3 separate regions of the Mus musculus genome follow, and all the other regions are linked to region 1. Evidence: chromatin contacts called from public ChIA-PET and HiChIP or PLAC-seq data. All regions are on one chromosome and are shown on one strand. Each heading gives the region's core, a stretch centred on a gene start, on an enhancer-like site or on the middle of the called end of the contact. The rest is flanking DNA. Distances are from core to core; before and after follow the strand shown.

Region 1 (5,148 bases), core at 1,353-3,852:
TGCCTCTCACCTCAGAGGACTGAAGAACAGCAGGACCAAAGCACAAAATGAAATCCAAAGCTCTGCTCTGAAACTCAGTATCCCCAGAGTCCACTCCCCTCCTTCACTCCCAAACCAGCCTTGCTTTATGCCCATAAAATTTTCAGAGAGTCTTCTCGCCAGAAGACAGAGTCCATGCTCAAGTGAAACCCATCATCACTTTCTCAAGCACCTTTCAGGCAGGGCAGCTTGGTACACACCGTTAATCCCAGCACTCAGGTGACAGAGACCAGCAGATCTCTGTGAGTTTGAGGCCTGCCTGGTCTAATACAGTGAGTTCCAGGACAGCCAAAGTTTCAAAGTAAGACTGTTTCAAAACAGTAGCAACAAAAGGAAGCCAAACAAAAGCAAATACTCTCAACGTTCTCTTAATATAGAAACAAAAAGGCTCAGTCACCAAACTTAAAGTAATCTATGTACCACTAACTGCTGCTCCTTAGCTGGGTAGCCCTTGAAGGAACAGCTAGTCTTTCTGCAGTTCTGTTCCTTCACCTAAGAATTATGGGTAATCACAGTATTCACATTGTTCTGGAAATGAAATGATGTCATATGTAAGAAGCACTGCAGGGCAGCGGTGGTGGCGCACGCCTTTAATCCCAGCACTCGGGAGGCAGAGGCAGGCAGATTTCTGAGTTTGAGGCCAGCCTGGTCTACAGAGTGAGTTCCAGGACAGCTAGGGCTACACAGAGAAACCCTGTCTCGAAGAAAAAGAAAGAAAGAAAGAAAGAAAGAAAGAAAGAAAGAAAGAAAGAAAGAAAGAGAAAAAGAAGCATTGAAGGGTGGGGCTTAGCATACAGTAATCACTCTATAAGTTTTCATTATTATGATCTTCTTGAAGTTCAACTCAGCCAGAATACTCCAAGAAACATTTTGGGACGTAAACTGAGTCTATGTCACACACTATTGAAAGGGGCTGGTATGCGGCCCAGTCAGTGCTTGCCTAACATGTTGGAGGTCCCCAGCATCATATAAATTGGCCATAAGGACACGCGTCAATAATTTCAGCACTCTAAAGCCAGAGGCACAAAGATCAGCAGTTCAAGGTCATCCTTAGCCGCTGACAAACTTGAGGGACAGAGAAGCAAGCTGGCATACATCGGCACAGGCAGGAACTATTTCTCCTCCATTCATTCGCCCTTACTGGGTTGCACAAAATGACACCAGCTAATGAACTTCTACACTTAAAAAGCCTTCCTACGGATTAGCACCCAGTCAGTAAAATGTTTGTCTTGCAAGCATGATGACCTGAGTTCAATCCCCAGACTGTCCCCAGAACCCACACTTTAAAAGCTGAGTGTGGCTCGGCTGTAATCTCACCAATGTCAAGTAAGAGTCAGGTCAGGGGTGGGGGGGCTGGAGAGATGGCTCAGTGGTTAAGAGCACTGACTGCTCATCCAGAGGTCCTGAGTTCAATTCCCAGCAACCACATGGTGGTGGCTCACAAACGTCTGTAATGGGGTCTGGTGCCCTCTTCTGGTGTGTCTGAAGAGAGCATTGGTGGTGTACTCATATTTATTAAATAAATAAATAAATCTTTAAAAAAATAAAAATAAAAAGAGTCAGATGGGTGCCCTGGGCTCACTTGGATTGCCAATCTACCTACTTGGTGAGTTCTGGGCCACTGAGAGACCTGTCTCAGCAAAAGGGCACCGAGCCTGAAAAGAGACACCTGGATTGTCCTCTGGCCTACATACACACATACATGCTCATACATGCATGCTCATGCACACACACACACACACACACACACACACTCACAACCCATAAAAACAGAAGAGGCACCCGCCCCTCTGCTTTCCTACCAGGTGCCCTGTGAGTCTACAAAATCCGTGGCTCTATTGTATTTTCTACTTTTGCAAAACTTTGGATATATATGAGACTAAGTGTATATATTTCTTCTTTTTCTTTCTCCCCCATCCCCCTCTTATGTTCTGAAAGAGAAAGGAGGGTGTTTGGCAAGAGTGATTCACTGTCAAAACTATCAAGGCTACACAAGCCGTCATGCTCACAGCTTTCCCATGGAGCCGCTCTCCGTGACGTGACATCAGTAAGAGCAGAACCCCTGTGTCAAGACCCCAGGCACAGTTCGACACCTTATCACAGCAAGTGTGCCTCCTCTCGCCCACCGCTTGATCCATTTTAACAGTAAGACTCATTTTTGCTGAGCACGCTGGCATAGATCTTGAATCCTTCTACTCAGAAGGCAGAGGTAGGTGGGTCTCTGTGTGTTCCAGGATAGCCTAGGCAACATAGAGGGACCCTATCTCAAAAAAATAAAAATAAAGAAAAGAAAGAGAAAGAAAAGATCCATTTTATTGCATACCCTGAAAGGCAAACAATTCTTCAACAGTGACACAAAGTGAAACTGCTGACAGAGAGCCACACAGACAGAGCGGGCAGTTCAAGTTCACATACTGGCATTTAAAACAACAACAGAAAGAAGGAAAGAAAAAAAGAATCAATAAAAAACATTAAGAACTTTCTTTCAAAATGTCTACAGTGGTTGGGGGTAGCATTCTGATCTCCAGTCTCACACATCTTTCTACCAACTGGCCTTCCCACAGTCTGTCTGCACAGTCCCTGTCTGCCTCCGGAAGCCTCCGTGGTCAGATGTTATCTTCCACCCACCACACAAAATGCAAAACGTAAAAATCTGGACCCGCTACACAACTTCGTGTAAATGAACTATGTATCTCCATATCTCATTTTATCTCCTACTAAATGGCACACTTCTCTCAGAGCTTTGATTACCAGAGCTTATGGAACTATTTTGTTCGAGTTTATATACGATATATACCAAAGGCTGGCTGGAGTACACGTTTAGGTCGGTGCTGTCCTTGTTGAGAACTGCCCGTTTCCAGAACTGATACAATGAATTGCTTTTATATAGCTCATTACAGAACAAGTGCACACAATGATAAAATAGAGCGAATTAACCTTCCAAATGTGTTAAATGATGATACCCCTAACACTCCCCCAAAGCGTTGCCCTTACATTCTGACAGCCTCTGGGAAACATAAGCGCGCTCTCTCTCTCTCTCTCTCTCTCTCTCTCTCTCGCGAGCGATCTCTCTCTCTCACTCTCTCTCTCTCTCTCTCTCTCTCTCTCGCTCTCTCTCTCTCCTTCAGTGCTGAAGCTGGCACTGACAGCCTACTTCTCAGACCCTCTCTCTGGGTCTTAAAGAATGCTTATTAATATGTCCGAAGCAGCTGAAACTAGACGCCTCCCTTCCCCAAATCTCACGATAAGGATGTTACCTCTATATCAAAAGATCTATTTATTTTATAAAAACATTCTTTTAAGAGAATAAAAAGACCCTTACAATTCTTATTTTGCTCTTAACTATGCCTGTAACAAAATTCAAATGGGGCTCTTTGTTATCTGCCTACCTCAACAGAGGTTAGCTGGGTCCCGTGTCATGACATTAGAATGTCTAGCCCCAGCTTAGTAAACTACAACACAGGAAAACATATTATGTATCAGTATGATAGTCAAATATTTTATTTACCTAAATAACATAAATATTCACATTTTACATAAGATAATATGGACTAAATATTTTTAGCCAAAGAGACTGAGGGGAGAAGGAAATAGGAATTCAAGAGAAGGTTAAGAGCCTCCCAATTGAGAAGGTGCATTACCTGCGGTGGCCAGGCAGGCGCTCATCAGGACAAACACAGGGACCATGTGGTGGGATGTCACTGCCATCTCTCCAACAGCCTTTGGTTCTTCAGCTGGATGGCAAGTGTGGCAAGTCGGGTGTAGCCTTAAGATCCTTCTCTGCAATGTTCAACTTGCCTAGAAAAATAAACAAATTTCAGTAAGAAAACAGTGTTGAAATTTCGCTAGTGAACACACATGTCATATGTAAAAAGTTAAATGGAGAATTTCTGAAAAGTATCGAAGAGAAACAATTTGTCCTGAAAAAGACCGGGGCAGCCCTCAGGCAAATTGGGGTGGACAGTGACTGTTAACAAAGACTCTTACAGAGAGTAGTTTTAAAAGTGACATGCTTATACTTCACATACTAAACATGAGGCAGGGTCTCACTATGTTTCCCAGGCTAGCCCAACATTCTTGGGTTCAAGTCCCTCCTGTTTCAACCTCCCTGAATGGCTAGCATCACAGGAATGTACCAACACACTCAAGTAGATCTTTGGTTCTGTGTGGAGTTTTTAGGACCGTGACAGACACGCCAGGCAGACACCTGTCATATCAGCAGTAACAATGTACACAGTCAGGGACACTGGACATGCAGTTCCAAGAGCCAGCAAGCAGAAATAGTTCTTAGAGACTGAGCCTCACCATGGCGAGGTTACCACTAAGATCAACTTCAATTGCACTGAGAGTCAATCTGCAGAGAGAAAAAAACAAAAAACAAACAAACAAACAAAAAACAACAAAAAACAAAAAAAGAACAGAAAGAACAAAACTCATATTTCAACTCTTCACCTCTTCACCAATATTAAAAAGGAGAAAGGGCTTTGCTGCCTCTCTGCCACATTGCAGAAAAACTCAGTCCTGGGCCATGTGATCCAGAAGCCTCTTTCTAACCATTTCTGGTTCCTGTCTAGAGCTCTGTCAAGGTTGTATTGCTGTTGCTTTACGTGTGTGTGTGTGTGTGTGTGTGTGTGTAGTGGGTCTCTGTGTGTCTGGATCTGTGTGTGTCTGGGTCTGTGTGTGAGTGTGGTTTGTTTGAGGCAAGGTCTCACTGTAGTCCTGGTAGGTCTGTACTCACTCTGTAGAACAGGCTGGCCACAAACTCACAGAGATCCACCTGCCTCTGACCCCTGAGTTCTGGAATTAAAGGTGTGGCCGTCATCTAGCTGAGATTTGTGACTGATATGTGTATCGGGGGAGGGGAGGTTGTTGCTTTGTTTGAGACAGTTGAAATATATATATGTATGTGTGAGAGAGAGAGACAGAGATGCAGAGGGAGAAAGAGAGACAGAGACAGAGAGAGGCACAGAGAGAGAGAGAGAGAGAGAGCGCGCACCCAGGTTTATAAGGTGCCACACATATAATACGCTATCAATCAAAAAATATCAGCTATTTTGATCACTACCCCATTCTCTTTGAGGTCTTCTTGCTGATAACTGAAAAGATCGG
Region 2 (5,148 bases), core at 713-3,212, 250 kb before region 1:
TGTTCTCTCTGTATCTGTCAGGCTAGCTGGGTAGCACTCTACCAGGGCTTCCCCTGGGGGTTTCCCCTACTCTTTGTGTGGGATGAGTGATATTCTCTTCTACATCTGGCTTTATGTGAGTTCTAGGGATCCAACCTCAGTGCACATTTGCATGGAAAGCACTTTGTCCCGGAGCCTACATCCTGTTCATATTTTGGTCTTGTTCACCAGTCACCCCCTCTATGAAGCCCACCTACTTGCTGCTGGCTCTGAGCCAATTTGTAAATTGTTCTGCCTTCTCTCAGTGGTTTCTACCTCGCTCTGTGATTGCCCTCATACATTCTAAGACACTGTTTAGCGTCTCTTACTTTGTTGTATTTGGTAGGAATTTTTTTTCCAACTTGGGTGTTGGTACTTGTCAGACAGAACACAGTCTGAGAACAGAGTCCCGTGAGGAGAACTCTGGGTGCTTTCGAGAACACGCCAAGACAACAAGAGTCCCGTGACCTCAGTTTCTCCAAACATGGGATTGTTCTTGGAATGTGTTTTCATGCTCCTCCCAGGGGTAGCTAGCGAATAGGAGTGTGTTTACTTCAGATTACTCATTGTTGCATGCTGGAGTTATTTAATTAAATGTTAAAAAAATTTAAAAATATGAATATATAGAAAAACATGTGCCTGCCAGGAGCAGCTTGTCCTTGTGATTGCATGCAGCTTGAACCCATGAGAACTTTGCTCATGTGACCTTCTTAACCCTCGGAGTATGAACTGTCTGATGTTTGAGTAAAGATGGCTACGGCAAGAGACTTTAGTCGGTCTCTTGTCGGCTCCATTCTCCCAGGTGACACTGAGGCATAGCTCTCCCCATTAAGGCTAGCCTGGCTGGCCAGTGTTTCCCTGGGATCTTTCTATCTCTGTCTCCCTGCCTCAAGACTGTAAACCTGACCCACTAACACCTTTGTCTCTACATGCTTTCTGGGGTCTTACCGCTTAGCTTCTCTCCGCTCCCCGACTCCCCTTCTCTTTCTTGACAAGATTTTATTTAAGTAGATTAAGATTATAATATCTGACAGATTTGATAGATTTTCTTATTTGCCTTCATGTTACCAGGTCCTGGGCTCAGTGAGTGGGCACCCCTGTGTCAGTAAAAGCTGTCTGAAGTTAGAGTGTGTCAGCTACTGGGCTGCCTCTGCTCCCCAGTAGTAATCCTCGGAAGGTCAAAGACTGGGCGGCTCCCTGGTAACAGCCAGGTAGGCTTGCGAGAAGCCCGAAGGTAAGTCTGGTTCCTGAAGAACACAGGCAGGCACAGAAAGAAATCACTTTCCAAAATTCAGCTTGATAGTACTTTAACATCTCCTTCACCAAATTATCTGATTGCTAGGTCAGGAAGCAGAAGGATCCAGTGAAAGGGTGCGTATGTGTGTGTTTGTGACACATGTCCACTTGTGGGACCAGGGGACAGAGCAAGCATTTCCCCTTAAAGCTGAGTACTTCCTCTGGAACCACAGCGGCTCAAAAGGATCGTCTTTCAAAGGGCTCCTTACAAGGCAAGGGAGGCTTTCAAATTTAAGCCCTTTGACAAAATCCACAAGCCACTCTGGCAATGTTGTGTTTTCTATCTGTCCTATTCATAAAATATCAATGAAAACCCAGAGAGTGCTGACTTTACCTGGATATCAGTCACCAGAGGGTTAAAAACTGCTCAAGGGGAGGGGAGGTGCTGTAGGGACCTTCAATGACTGTTGCTCCTTAAGCTAGACACTGACAGAAAGGAGTTTTAAAGGCCCAGGGGTGAAGTGTGGGGGAAAGCAAGCAGAGTTCCTATGAGCAAATATTGACTTCTGAACCTCAAACTGAAACTCAAAAGTTTATCGAAGGCTGTTGTGTGAAGAACACTTTGAGTTTTCCATGATGAGTGGATGAAGCGCCTGAGTAGTTGCAAAGGCCTCAGTCAGATATACACTGGGCTCTCCTTCCAGATGCCCCAGCTGCTCTTGACTCCTCCCACATCAACCTGAGCCCTCACCTAGCTGTTTCCTGCCCTAGGAGCACGATGCTAAACAGGGACACACCATTCCTCTTGCTTGCTCTAATAAAAACTCAGCTCCTGCTCGGGAGGCATCGAGTGTCAATTGAGGGGAGGGTGAGGAGGAGGGTGTTCCTGCAGCAGGGGGATGAGGGAGATGAGTGGAGCACCAGACCATGGCCTGAGAAAGGCGTGCTCTGAACCCTGTCATAGCAGCTGCTGACATTCAAGTGCTTGCTATGGACTCACCATACCCGAGACCTGAGCAACCCCGTTTCTTATGCAGCAGCTGTCTTGACCCATTTCCAAGTTTCAGCCTGAGGGGCTTTTACCTCTCCCCCTAACCTGAAATGATCTGAGACTAAGGAGGAAGCTAAGGAGGGTAAAAGGATGCGGAAGCCAATGAGTTTACAGAGCCCCAGATTTCTTATCTTACAGGGCTTCCGGGGGAATTGGCTTCCTTTCCCAGGCCGGCTCTCCATTAAAGGGGCCCCCTTCCTTTGTGTGCACTGAGATAAGCACATGTACAAAGAGAACCGACCTCTCTTCTTAGATATTTCTTTCTCTTCATCCTGCCCCACCTTCCCCACCAAGGTCCTGGGACTAACACTAACATAGTCAGAATTAATACTACTTATCTTAATAAAAACTTACTATAAACACGAATGGAGGAACACACAGTACAACAATGTAATTGGCTTGATTTTTAATCACCAAATATATCAAGGTCATGAAAGTCAAAGCAGGAGAAATGTTTTAAAATGACAGACACTGAAGGATGTGACCCTGTGGGATGTGTGGTGTCCTTTGCCTTCAGAACCAAGTGCAGGATTAGCAGTAGCATTATGCCCGTGCTAATCTCAAGGATTTAATAACTGAGGCATGACTATGAGGTAAAGAGTATGGCAAGCTTTCTTTAATGCAGTAATTAAGAGGAAGAAAGTATTCTGTATCTAGCAAGGCCATTTTCATGAATCAAACCCAAATCCATGATTTTGAAAATAGCTACAAGTGTCTTATTTTTGAGGAGAGAGAGAGAGAGAGAGAACTCAAGGATAAATCTTAACATACAATTATGCCTTTTTCCAAAAAAAAAAAAATACCAGCATTTTTTTTACAATCTAATGATCTAATCTCATTCAAAGAGTTTTAGTGGTTTTTGTTGTTAATTGAGGAACCGGGAGAATAAACTATTGTACCCACACATGCTAAGAAGGACTAGGAAACATCTGTGCATCAATATGAAGCAAGCCCTATGATATAATCCAAAAGAACCGATAGTAAGACACTCGTGCATGCATGCACACAGGAAGGGAGCAGTGTCTGTTGTGTAATTTTTTAAAACTGAAACCCAGAAATATCAACTACACAATTAAAGATGATTAGCTATAAGAGAAGAAAACGGGTTCTTGAGATAAGAATGGAGTTAGACTCCTTTATAACTGCATTTGTCAATTTGACTTTAGAATCAGTAAAGTTTCATGTAATCACCAAAAACTTACTTTAAAAATATTTTATTAAGGGAGTTTCAGAGAGGACTGAGATGTTAGGACCAAAGTGCTGCTTTTCTAGAGGCTCTGAGTTCTGTTCTCAATAACTGGTCTTCATCTTGTTCTTTGTCTCTGTCTCTCTGTCTCTCTGTCTCTGTCTCTCTCTCTCACACACACATAGAATCTTTAATTTTGAACTTTTTTCGTTTTAATTTTTTACTGGTTATTTTATTTATTTACATTTCAAATGTTATCCCTCTTCCCGGTTTCCCCTCTGCAATCCCCCTATCCCATCTCCCTCCCCACTGCTTCTATGAGGGCGTTTCCCCACCCACCTACCCCTCCCACCTCAGCACCCTAGCATTCCCCTATGCTGGGCATCGAGCCTTCACTGGACCAAGGGCCTCCCCTCCCATTGATGCCAGATAATTCTCTGCTATATATGCAGCTGGAGCCATGGGTCCCTCCATGTGTATTCTTTGGTTGGTGGTTTAGTCCCTGGGAACTCTGGGGTGGGGGTTCTGGTTGGTTGATATTGTTCTTTATATGGAGTTGCAAACCCCTTCAGCTCCTTCAGTTCTTCCCCTAATTCCTCTTTTGGGGCCCCCATGCTCAGTCTAATGGTTGACTGCAAGCATCCTTGTCTGTAAAATGAATCTTTAAAAACATTTTATTTTGTACTTGTGTATCTGTGCCCAAGCATGTGGGTACCAACAGAGGCCAGAAGAGGGCGCTGAGGCCCATGGAGTTGGAGTTACAGCAGCTGTGAGCTGCCAGATATTGAGTTCTGGGAATCAAATTCTGACAGAGCAGCAAGTACTCCTAATCGCTGAGCCATCTCTAGTCCCTCCCACCTATTTACATTTTTAAAAAGCATAATAAAAAATAAACCCAAGCAGTTGAGCCTACATCTGATTAACATAACATAACTGAGAGGAGCTATTCTAGGGTACTGCAACCGCCTGCATCTGTCGACAAGGCCGGCAGGAACAAGACTTGGTGTCCTGGTCCAGGCCTATGACTCCAGCTACGGGGGAGGCTGAGTCAGGAGGGGATGGCAAGTTCAAGTGCTGCCTGGAAAACTTAGTGAGATCCTATTTCCAAATAGGAAGTGGCCATTGGTAGAACTCTCCGCATGTGCAAGACCCTGGGTTCAACCCCAGGTGCAAGAGGAGAAACTTACAAAAACCACCTCGCATGAGTTCTATTGTTAGATTGTGCAAAAGCTGGTACTTTGTTCTGCAAGAAGCGTGCACATGGGTGTTTAGAACAATTGTCCAGGGGCTGGTGAGATGGCTCAGTGGGTAAGAGCACCCGACTGCTCTTCCGAAGGTCTGAAGTTCAAATCCCAGCAACCACATGGTGGCTCACAACCATCTGTAACAAGATCTGACACCCTCTTCTGGAGTGTCTGAAGACAGCTACAGTGTACTTACATATAATAAATAAATAAATCTTTAAAAAAAAAAAAGAACAATTGTCCAATTATGTGAAGATGTATTGCATCCGGTGTCTTTGAACACGATCTTCTCCGTTACAAGAGAGAGGAGACAGGATTGGAACTGTTCATCGGTGTGAACTCACGCTTTATGGCGAGAACTAAATACGCTTCCAGCTCAGCCTACAGAAAAGACCGGGGCCCATGATGACTTC
Region 3 (5,148 bases), core at 1,115-3,614, 190 kb before region 1:
CCAGTAATGATGCTGTTTGCAAGTGGAAAGGGTTAGCCATAGAACAAGAGTCAACATTTGCAAAATATACTCATAACACAGAACCCCAATTCAAATTTTACCGAGAACAGTTATAATTCAACAATCTGATTATAAATGGGACATATCTTTGGAGAGCTATTTATTATATTTGCTAGGGGTAGATCAAGTAAAGCCTTAAAAACTATTTCAATGATTTTTTTTTCTCCTGAGCAGAATGAAAAGTTCGGCTTGCTTCCTTGCATCTGGAACTCCTGGGTCGGTAGTGTCTGCAGAGTCAGGGCAGGCACGATGTCTGAAGCAATGCCCTCTTTGTTGGATTTTCCAGGCTCTGAGCACCACTCAGCTGTTTCTTTCCCAGGAGAGTTTTTTCATACTGGAGACTTTGGACACAAAGTGTGATACATATTGTCACCATCCTAACACTGCTCCTCCCAGACCACCCATTTTCTAGTTAAGGACTCCTCATCTTAGAGGAACTTAGTAGGACAGAAGTTTCAGCCAGGAAGAACTACCAGGTCAGCTCCACGTCCCCACCTGAACCTGTGAGATAACCACCTCCTCTCCCAAGCCTGCCTTTGACATGAGGAAAAGCCACGTAGGAAGATGACGACTTCTCCAAGAACTTAAATGGAAGAGGCCTTAGCACCCAGGCCTTATCCCTTAGGTCATCCTTCGTTCCAGTGAAAGGAAACTTTGCTCCCCGTTATTCTGGAAAGTTACTGACTTGAGCACTAGGGATAAGCAGCTGGGTGGCTTGAGATAGAACTGTCAAAACCAACAACTAATCATGGTTCAGAGCACGTGGACATTTCAACAGGAGCCTGGAGGAGAAGGCAGGGCTTCTTTCCTCAACTGCACAAATTAAATAACACAGAACTCCATCCAATCCAGATTTTACCTGCCATTAAGTAATAAGTGGATTGGAAACATTTTTTTTTTTTTTGAGACGGTCTTGCAGTATATCCCTACCTGCCATGGGACATACAGTAAACCAGGCTGGCCTTGAACTTTCAGCAACCGCCTGCCAATGTCTCCTGAGCTGGAATTATACATTCGGGCCTTAACCGGACTTGACTTCAGGGATGGTACCAGCATTCTCACCCAGGCAGGGGCGGCCAGTATTGGGCCGTGCCCAAGGATGCTGTGAGGCAGGACAGTCTGTGCTATGATGTTCTCAGGGACTATGGGTGGGCCCCTCTCACAGATCTCACACCCAGGCTCCCTGGGGCCCTAGATGAGAATTAGTCAAGACTGTTAAGACAGTCAAGCTTTTTGCTCCTGGCAATCCCAGCAGAAGAAGGCGAATTTTCTGCATGAAGTTGAACTGGAGTCCCACACCGAACTTCCCTCAGCCAGGTCCTAAGACTTCTGAAGGCTTGCTGGGGAACAGCGTCTCCTCAAAGCAGGGAGGATCACCCCAGGATTCCCAGGCCAGGAGCCTCACAAAACCCCCCAGCACAAAATAAATCTTCCTTTAAAAGTTTGGGGCACAGGGTGGAAGCTAGAGAGACAGTTCAGCAGTTAAGATACAGGCAACTCTTGCAGAGGATACAAGTTCAGTTGCTGACACATTAGGTGGCTCACAGCGTACCTCCAGCTCTGGTAGACTCAACCCGCTCCTGGCCTCTGCTGGCACTTCCCTTGTGCGTACATACCTACACACAGAAACAAAACTAAAGCTAAAATAAATCTTTAAAAATCCCCTAAACCAGCCAGGCATAGCACTGTACACCTTTAATCCCAGCACTTGGGAGGCAGAGGCAGGCAGATCTCTAAGTTTGAGTCCAGCCTGGTCTACAGAGTAAGTTCCAGGACAGCCAGGGTTACACAGAGCAACTCTGTCTTGAAAAACCGAAACCAAACCAAACCAAAAAAAGAAAAAAGAAGAAAAGAAAAGAACCCCCCCCCCAAACCCGAGCAGCCCATAGTCCCTGAGAACATCATAGCACAGACTGTCCTGCCTCACAGCATCCTTGGGCACGGCCCAATACTGGCCACCCCTGTCTGGGTGAGAATGCGGGTACTGTCCCTGAAGTCAAGTCCGGTTAAGGCCTGAGTGTATAATTCCAGCTCTCAGGAGACATGGGAAAAAGACTGCCTGAGCCAACCTTGGTATCTTTGTAGGATAATTTGAATTCTCCTTGAAAGTCTCAAAGCTCCTCCAAGGTACTGAGCTCCCACCAGCAAGAGAGCCCACACTGCTTATTTGTAGTGGAGGCTCTGGAGTTGCACACTTGTGTGAGGTCTCCTCATCCAGGGTAGCAGGAGACTCCTCAGAGGGTACAGTCACCACCCTTCCCAGAAAGTACCCTCTGTTTTCTCTCATGAACCCTTTTCTAGGCACGCAGCCAGGAGACCGTCCTCCCCAGGAAACCATGGCAACTACAGACCTCGGAGGAACACTGCCTCATGTGTCATCATTGTAAAAAATTAATGCTTCAAATCGACTGTTAGGGTGTTTACCCAGAGCAACTCGGACATCCCATCAGTCTTTGCAGAGCAACAAGAGCTCGCCGGAATTGTTAACTTCGATGGGTTCCCGTGGATCCGAGTGGAGCGGGGAGGTCTGGACCTGGCTGCCTGCTTGCTGAGTCAGAGCAGGCCTGGTCACTGACACAGGCTACCCCCTGGGCCATAACTGCCCCTTTCCTCTGGAGAAGAGGACAGAGAGACACCTGCACAGAGTCACAGATCACAGGGCTAGAAGAGGGCCTGCAGGATCTGATAATCACTTCCTCCCCTTTCCCTCCTCCCTGCTTCCTGCTTCCTGAGTCCTCCTTCCCCCTCTCATCCTCTTTCTCCCCCTCTCATTCCCCTTGTTTCCTCTACGTTTTCTTCCTCACCACCACCATCTCCACCCCACCCCACCCCCTTATCTTTCTTTTCCCACACACTGAGAAGCAGGATTTAGGAATATCTAATTCAACAGTAGATGGATAAGTCTGGACCAAGGGTCCATGAGGTCCATAATTGTTTGGAAAGTATCATAAACCATTATATACCTATGTAGATATAAAAATCACACACCCAGAAGCACGCTTCAGAAAAAAAGCCACGCCTTTGCTTAATTGGATGATGCATTGCTTGTGGTTTAGCTTCTCCTTTGAATTCCGTGAAGGGATGTGAGAACAAACACCTTTTCATCCTCCTGGGCACACAGGCTGAGGTCTGGGCGGGGTGCTGAGGTTTGAGTTGTGTTTGAGGTTAGCATGGGAGGGAGGGAGGGAGAGTACACAGTAACTCGGGGTTGTCAGCAGGCATGCATGTGTGAGCTGCTTTGGGAGCAGCCGGCCAGTCATCACAAAGACTGGACTCAAACTCAGCATTTACACCGTGAGTGCTCTCTGTCCGCTAGCTATACACCCTGTCAAAGGGTCACCTTTGTTGTTCATAAAGCCAGCCATCTTTAGGAGCCCAGGTAGCCTTTGACTCACGAGGTGACTGTCTAGTGCAGGGCAGCTCTTTACAGTGTAAGGTTTGCTTGCCCTTGTTTGGCCAGGCTGGACCTCCAGTACGCCTTGCCCTTGCTTCAGTCTCCCAGGTATAGGATAAAACATACATTTTAAAATCTGTTTCATTTTTACTATGAAGAATTAGTATCTCAGTGTAATAAATTATGCTCTACTCCCCGCTTCAGCTTTAAAAGATATTTATTTTATGTGTATGGGTATTCTGCCTCCATATATGTGTGTGCTCCACTTATGTGTCTGCTGCCCAAGGAGGCCAGACAAGGGGGCAGCAACCCCTAGACCTGGAGTTAGAGATGGGCTGAAGCATCGTGAGGGGGCTGAGAATTGAACCCAGTCCCTGCTTTTAAAATATGGGACAACACACTACTAAGGGCTGGTAAATAAATCAACCATTAGATAAGTAATGCAAACCTCAAAACAGGAATAATTTCTTAAATTTCTCAGCCAATAGAAGTGTTCTCAAGATGAACACCAAGTCAGTTATATTTGTGCTCGGGTTTGTTTGTTTGCTTGCTTGCTTGCTTGTTTTAAGCTCTGGAAAGAATGGAAATTACCTACGTTCTCATCTTCTTTAGTTCATGAGCTCAGACTGACGATGTAAAAATTAATTCAACAGCTTCAAATCAGCTATTAGGGTGTTTACCCAGAGCAACTCGGACATCCCATCCGTCTTTGCAGGGCAACATGAGCTCATCCGAATTGTTATTCCAGTGGGACCCAGTGGATTTGAGTGAAGCAGGGAGGACCCAGAAGAGGAAGGGCCAGGGTGAAAGATTGGTGACTCGAGATTAAAGAGGGGTAGGAAGTGGAAGGGCCTCCATATTAGAAAAAGTCTGAACTAAGGTTTCATGGAAGACTCACACAGGAAAGACCTGGGAACCTGGCCACTGCGAGAAAGGCGCCCTGTGGTCCTAACAGTGCCTGAGAATGGCGAGAATGGAGCCTGGGCGCCCAGTGGTCTTAATCCCCTGATGGCAACTGATAACCCCTTTTGTGTCCAGGCCAGGGTTTCCTGGCAGGAAGGAAGCCCTGGCCCCTTAGAGGGATAAGGCCGGCCTGGGAGCAAGAGCTGTGGGGGTGTCTCAGTATTACTTCCCATTCCCAGGGAGGGGGCTCAGCTCCCTTTCCCAGGAGCGGAAGTCAGACAGGTCAAGCTAATGTGGAATTGAAACTCCTCAGGAGTCTGCCAGCCTGGTGATGCCCGAGGAAGACCCTGAGGAGGGTGAGGGATGGGGAATAAATTTGGAGCCACAGTGAGATCAAGACCGGGATTAGAGGGTAATCTATGAGAGAACTTTCTCTTCCCTTTCCCCTTATTTTTGCCTTATATTTTTACTACGATGGTTCATAATTTAGCTAGCAAGTTAAGACAAAATAAATGTGAGGTTTTTTTTTTTTTTCCCAAAGTCAACTTTGTGGCAGCAATTGTGATAATGAGCCTCCGCAGCCCAGTGGGGTCCCTTTTTGGGTCTTTTTGGCAAACTAAAAGCAGCCATATTTCTGCCACATGAAAATAATTGTATAGTGTGCTAATGTGCTTTCTCTTAAACACTCTTTAATATATATGTATATATACATATATGTATTATTGACAGAATTCAACAAATAACTTTATTTACATATTTTATTATTACATTTATTGATGTGTGGTTTATTT

The links. ChIA-PET counts read pairs in DNA pulled down with a chosen protein or histone mark. HiChIP or PLAC-seq counts read pairs in DNA pulled down with a chosen protein or histone mark.
Region 2: a BATF HiChIP or PLAC-seq map of CD8 T cells shows a contact between it and region 1, with 7 read pairs. The contact joins two enhancer-like sites. A contact is called at or near these places in 1 of 15 datasets of contacts at CTCF or cohesin (the NIH/3T3 cell line), 4 of 484 Hi-C or Micro-C datasets (B cells, Th2 cells, bone marrow-derived macrophages and 1 more), 8 of 115 datasets of contacts at active chromatin or transcription factors (CD8 T cells, T-cell acute lymphoblastic leukemia, astrocytes and 4 more) and 1 of 9 other capture datasets (embryonic stem cells).
Region 3: an RNA polymerase II ChIA-PET map of memory CD8 T cells shows a contact between it and region 1, with 7 read pairs. The contact joins two enhancer-like sites. A contact is called at or near these places in 1 of 484 Hi-C or Micro-C datasets (3T3-L1-derived adipocytes) and 6 of 115 datasets of contacts at active chromatin or transcription factors (CD8 T cells, astrocytes, embryonic stem cells and 3 more).

What each region holds. Positions count from the first base shown.
Region 1 is chr5:107,262,514-107,267,661 of GRCm38.p6, forward strand. Tgfbr3 (transforming growth factor, beta receptor III) reads right to left here. Exons shown (of 17, transcript NM_011578.4): 2 at 3,681-3,837. The coding sequence starts at 3,747. Among named protein-coding and RNA genes, the nearest start is that of Tgfbr3, 25 kb to the right of the region's middle. Within about 2 kb of position 2,603, at least 34 of the 459 cell types and tissues checked have an H3K27ac peak or open chromatin away from gene starts, as enhancers often do. A contact at or near this core is called in CD8 T cells, Th2 cells, memory CD8 T cells and 1 more, where this site is marked.
Region 2 is chr5:107,013,494-107,018,641 of GRCm38.p6, forward strand. No RefSeq gene overlaps it. Among named protein-coding and RNA genes, the nearest start is that of Gm33371, 30 kb to the right of the region's middle. Within about 2 kb of position 1,963, at least 64 of the 459 cell types and tissues checked have an H3K27ac peak or open chromatin away from gene starts, as enhancers often do. A contact at or near this core is called in CD8 T cells, Th2 cells and regulatory T cells, where this site is marked.
Region 3 is chr5:107,076,922-107,082,069 of GRCm38.p6, forward strand. It overlaps Gm33474 (a long non-coding RNA gene), which reads left to right. Exons shown (of 5, transcript XR_001784912.1): 5 at 235-1,890. Among named protein-coding and RNA genes, the nearest start is that of Gm42146, 15 kb to the right of the region's middle. Within about 2 kb of position 2,365, at least 115 of the 459 cell types and tissues checked have an H3K27ac peak or open chromatin away from gene starts, as enhancers often do. A contact at or near this core is called in CD8 T cells and memory CD8 T cells, where this site is marked.